Regions from separate parts of the Mus musculus genome. Here region 2 is linked to region 1. The links are chromatin contacts, called in public promoter capture Hi-C maps. All regions are on one chromosome and are shown on one strand. Each heading gives the region's core, a stretch centred on a gene start, on an enhancer-like site or on the middle of the called end of the contact. The rest is flanking DNA. Distances are from core to core; before and after follow the strand shown.

What was found. Promoter capture Hi-C pulls out the DNA fragments that hold promoters and counts their contacts.
Region 2: a promoter capture Hi-C map of liver shows a contact between it and region 1, with 4 times the contacts expected there. The contact joins the enhancer-like site here to the promoter of Qrfp in region 1. A contact is called at or near these places in 12 of 39 promoter capture datasets (the 3T3-L1 cell line, the C10 cell line, embryonic stem cells and 7 more), 2 of 15 datasets of contacts at CTCF or cohesin (the NIH/3T3 cell line and large pre-B cells), 20 of 484 Hi-C or Micro-C datasets (B cells, CD4 T cells, CD8 T cells and 15 more), 4 of 115 datasets of contacts at active chromatin or transcription factors (T-cell acute lymphoblastic leukemia, embryonic stem cells and large pre-B cells) and 2 of 9 other capture datasets (adipose tissue and macrophages).

Annotation. Positions count from the first base shown.
Region 1 is chr2:31,809,322-31,812,021 of GRCm38.p6, forward strand. Qrfp (pyroglutamylated RFamide peptide) reads right to left here and starts at 1,259. Exons shown (of 2, transcript NM_183424.4): 1 at 1,086-1,259.
Region 2 is chr2:31,867,694-31,870,393 of GRCm38.p6, forward strand. No RefSeq gene overlaps it. Among named protein-coding and RNA genes, the nearest start is that of Lamc3, 18 kb to the right of the region's middle. Within about 2 kb of position 1,293, at least 14 of the 459 cell types and tissues checked have an H3K27ac peak or open chromatin away from gene starts, as enhancers often do. A contact at or near this core is called in liver, where this site is marked.

The sequences.
Region 1 (2,700 bases), core at 9-2,508:
CTCTGCTGGGAAACCCCACTGTCTCCCTAATTCAGGAACAAGTTGCTCTTGGGAGGGGGAAATGGGCCTGGTGGCCCTTGTGTAAGTCAAACTCCTACCTGGGGAGGAGCTAGAGGCAAGGCTGGGGACAGCCAGCACCCACTGAGCTCCCACTGGGCAGGACAGGCTCTGGTGAATGGGTTTCTCTGTACAGTAAGTCTGTCTACAGCAAACGCTGCCCCACCACACAGCTCTGGGCTCTAATGTCAGTGTGGTTTCTCCCTGTGCCAGTCTCTAGGGAAATGATTGCTTCCTGATGATAGCCATCCAGCCCACCAACCCCGGGGCCACCCCCCCTAGGACCTCAGGCACAGAGAGCCTCAGGGTTTGCCCTAGGTCCTACAGCTTTATAAGAAAGAGAGCTGAATTCAAGGTAGCCTCATTACTCTGTGCCCCCATACCTGTCTCATTGTCTCGAGGTCCCCCCCCCCACATCCCTTGGTGGGAACTGTTCCCTTCCCTCACAGAGGATGCTTGTGTTTGCAGTGACCATGGGTGAGCTGAGCCGAGCTGGCTCATCCTCTGAGGAAGCCCCTGAAGCTGGAAGTGGCGGGGGACGGAGGGGGGAGGGGGGGGGACAGGGGGGACGACTTCTTTCCAGAAACAGCTCCCTTGAAAACATTTCAAAGAAGTGAGCGCAGCCAGAAAGCTTCAAAAACAACAACAAAAGCAGCCCTGCTTTCTACCCAAATCCAGCTTGCTAAGCCCCCTAGTCCCCAGGGCCTGGAGTAGCCTCCAGTCTGCTGCTGCTAAAGGGGCTTCCTCAGGCACGGGTGGAGAGGGCAGGGCCCCCCACATGGGACAGACAAGTCTCATTCCCTTCTCCCCATAGAAGGGGAGGACCAGGAATGGTCTTTATCCCCAGAGATTAATACTTCCTGGCTGGCATCTAGGGCCGGCTGGCTCTGGTGGAACTTGAGCTGAGGATGAAGCTGCGGGTCTCCCACACACCCGCCCTTCCTGGTGTGTGGCTCGTGGTGCTGGCTGTACCCGCCTGCACCCAGCTCACCTGGAGAGCCTGGCCTCCCGTCCCTTGCTGTACTCACTGTGCTGAGGGCTGCTCTAAGAAGGGCAGGTGAGTCCCTGGACCCCAGTTGTCAGGCAGAGCTGCTCAGGTCCCGGTCCAGCAGGCATGGCTCTGGGGTTCCCCCGCTTTATAAAGCTCCCTGGAGAGGCGAGCCCCAGCCTGCCTGATTGCTATGCATTCCTAGCCCCAGGATTCCTTTGGGGCTGCTGGTGGTGAAGGAAGGGGCACCGTGGGCCAAAGGACAAAGAGACAACGCAAACAGGATGTGGTCTGATGAAGAGTGGCGGGCGCCACCCTTGCAGCACAGAGAGCATCATCACGGGTCAACCGCGGGCTCAGACACTGGAGGTTCCCGGTGGAGACATGGAGGCCCACTCTTGAGAACCCTGATGGTGGCCCTGCCTTGGTCTCCCTCCAGAGACGGTGGGCTTACAGAGGCAGCATCCTCACTGCTGAGAGGGCTTGGAGGGTCATGGACACCCAGTCCCTTCTGTAGGCAGATGAGGTGTTCTGGTATATGATATACCCCTCCTTAGGAGCCTCGGGAGACATGAAACTGGGCAGGAATTCTTGGTTCTGAGGGGTTCAAGGTTTAGAACTCATGGCTAAGCAGGTCCCTCTCGGGCGACAGCTCCAGCAACACACTCAGTCTGTGACAACAGTGGTATGTTCTGTCTCTCTCACCATGCGGCCTCATGGCTGGTCATACTTTCCAGAGTTGGCTGCCCATCCAGACATAAAGCCACAGGGCCTGCCCTTCTAAATGGCGGAGTATGATCATACCTACCTCCCCAGTGGCTGTCAAGGTGGCTGGGAGATAAGGCATCGAGTTAGCTAGGTGTAGACTTGGCAAAGGTGTAGGGCAGGTAATGAGGCCTTCCTCCCACACTGGCACCCTCAGGAAGGACAGGGTTGTCTGTCACCACCACCCCTAACCACACACCATGACTTCTCTTCCGCTGAGTCCACGGCTGGGTGCTGTTCTTACCGGCCGGCACCACCGCAGTGAGTGTGTGTCTGCAGGGGCTGTAGATACCTCATCTCCATAGCCTCCTCCTTTTACCAGACTCCCTCTGGATGCTGACCACGGGTGCTCTGGCCAAGGTGTGGTCACTGCCCATTCCAGGGCCACTACTCAGTGCAGTTCTTCCGGTGACTAATGACAATGCCCCACCCACACACCCTGGATTCAGCAACTGCATGGTAGGGTGGGACCCTTCCCCTGTGGCCCACTCAGTTCCTCAGTTCACACTGGGCTCCCACCTGCCGTGCTGTGACTATGGGGCTGGGAGGCCAGCTCAGACATTTGCTTTAATCAAACACTTGGCTCTGAGGGCTGGGCAGACTCCCAAAGCGCTTTTCAGGCACACTCCTGGGTTCCTGCCTGCATCTGTCCCTCTGATCCTTGAGCCCCAGTGTCTTCAGCTACTGTCCGCCATGATGGGGGACCTTGCCAGCAGCTGCTGTCCAGGCCAGCGTGGAGTCTGGAGTTGAGGGTGTTTCTGATGTCATCGAGCAGGATGGGCCTTGTCAAGGTTAGAGGCTGAGCAAAGAAGGAAGCAGTGTTACAGGAGGAATTGGGGTGGGGGGTAGCTTTCCAGGAGGTTCCAAGGCTCTCTGAGTTGCAGTCCTGA
Region 2 (2,700 bases), core at 43-2,542, 58 kb after region 1:
TCCTCCTCAGACAAGCCGCCCACAGACGTTCCCTCACCTGGACAATCCTTCACGGAAGCTCTCGTCCTTGCTGGTTCTAGATCAGTGGGTCTCAGCCTTCCCTCCTAATGTTGAGACCCTTTAATACAGTTCCTCATGTTGTGGTGACCCCCCAACCATAAAGTTATGTTGTTGCTACTTCATAACTGTAATTCTGCTTCTGTTATGAATCGTAATGTAGATAGCTGATATGCAAGATATCTGATATGTGACCCTCCCGAAGGGGTCAGGACCCATGGGCTGAGAACAGCTGTTCTAGAGCTTGTAGGACTGATAATTAAAACCAACTGTCACATGCACTAAACTATGACAGGGCCTCAAGTCATGCTGAGTGAAAGAAGCCAGACTGGGAAGGCTATGTAGCCATTCCTTTAATAGAAGATGCCCAGGGCTGGAGAGATGGCTCAGTGGTTAAGAGCACTGGCTGCTCTTCCAGAGGTCCTGAGTTCAATCCCCAGCAACCACATGGTGGCTCACAACCATCTGTAATGAGATCCGATGCCCTCTTCTGGTGTGTCTGAAGACAGCGACAGTGTACTCTTATACATAAAATAAATAAATCTTTAATAGGAGTCCAAAAGCCTGCAAGCCATGGGGAGAGGTCAGCAGTTTCCAGACACTGAGCGTGGGGGAGGGGCACCAGCTACGTACTCAGTTAAGTCTGTGGGTGCTCAGAAGGCTCCTAATGTCAACGCATCCAGTGTATCGTGTACCACAAAATGACTAGAATGGTGGCTTTATGTCTGTTTTGTCACAATACTAAAGTGATATAGTGTAGCCATAAAGTAGGAAGCATCAGTTCTTATATAACGGAATACTGTGCACAGGCTCATGGGATTCCAGGCTTTGGTGAGGAATCCAGAAATCTGGACTTTTCTGTCTTCTCAAATAACGCTGGTGAGCCAGCCCTGGACACTGCGGAGCAGGATGCCGAGCCAGCTGACCTCAGGGAGGTCAAATCTGAACCGAGCTCATAGGACACAGATAAAATGGGAGTGGAGAGCTAATGGCCTCTTGTAGGAAACTCCCCTTGGGGCCAGGAGCAGCCAACGGCTGGGCTGCCATGAGGGGGTGACTGCAGCCCTGGGAGGGCAGGTCGGAGAACCCCCAATCTCATCTCAGCCCCAGCAAGAAGAAGACAGGAGATCTGTGGATGCCATCAGCAGGTGGTTGGGGACACAGTATAGACCCAGGGAAGAGCGAGCAGCAGAGGAGGAAGCGACACCTCATTTTTAAAACTTTATTAATAATTTACTAGAGCCAGACACTGTAGTAGATAATTCACATGTGTGGACTTTGAATTTAAGGCCCTAGAAAGAGAGAGCAGGAAGACAGGAGGAAGGGAGGGAGGGACGGAGGGAGGGAGGGAGGAAGGGAGGGAGGAAGAGGAAGGACAAGAGAGGGGAGTGATATCTGCTCTGCTCTAACAAGGACTGTGCAGCTCCCATCTGTCTGCATGCTTGGAAGGCAGAGGCAGGAAGATCTCTATCTCCAGGCCAACCTGGGCTACAATAGTGAGACTTCATCTAAAAAAAAAGAAAAAGAAAGGAAGGAAGAAAGAAAGAAAAGGAAAAAAAGAAAAGAAGGAAAAACCCACAAAGGGAAAACCCAAATTGAACAACAGCAAAAGCAAAGGAGAAGGGTCCACCATACCCCCCATTTATTCACACCCTACTCCATTCATTCACACCCTACTTAGTTCACTCAGTCTGCCACAGCTCTCAGGCTGCTCGGTTGGAGCTGTGAGTCTGGGCAAGCGCTTTAATCAGTCAGAGCCTCAGTACTGATGGACATGCTGCTTCCTGTCTCCATGGTGTTGTGAGGTGCAGCCATGTGGATGGCCACTCCTGTGAGGCTGGTAAGTGCTAGTATGTCAGTACACAGTGCACAGAATCAGGCCTAGCACCCACAGGCAGAGCAGAGGGGAAACTGCTGGCTGGTGTGAACCCAGAGCAACACAGGACCTGGCTTACTCAGTGCTCAAACCTGCTCAGTACTTAAATCTGTCACTCAACACACAGCTGCTGCTCAATACAAGTACCCATTCAGCACATAAACCAGGGGAGCACTCACACCTGCTGATGGACACTCACACCTGCTCAGCACTCACACCTGCTCAGCACTCACACCTGCTGATGGATACTCACACCTGCTGATGGGCACTCACACCTGCTGATGGACGCTCACACCTGCTGATGGACGCTCACACCTGCTGATGGACGCTCACACCTGCTGATGGACACTCACGCCTGCTGATGGACACTCACACCTGCTCAGCACTCACACCTGCTCAGCACTCACACCCGCTGTTCTATACACTTTTTTTTTAAGATTTACTTATTTATTTCATATATATGGGTATACTGTTGCTGTTTTCAGCCAAACTAGAAGACAGCATCAGATACCTGTAAGACTCCAGGGAGCCGCCGGGCAGTGGTGGTGCACGCCTTTAATCCCAGCACTTGGGAGGCAGAGGCAGGCAGATTTCTGAGTTCAAGGCCAGCCTGGTCTACAAAGTGAGTTCCAGGACAGCTAGGACTATACAGAGAAATCCTGTCTCAAAAAACAAAAAACAAAACAAAACAAAAAAGACTCCGGGGAGCCTTAGCTTACTGGGGATTCCCTGAGTGAACCACATGAAACCAGATCGATGCAAAAAGC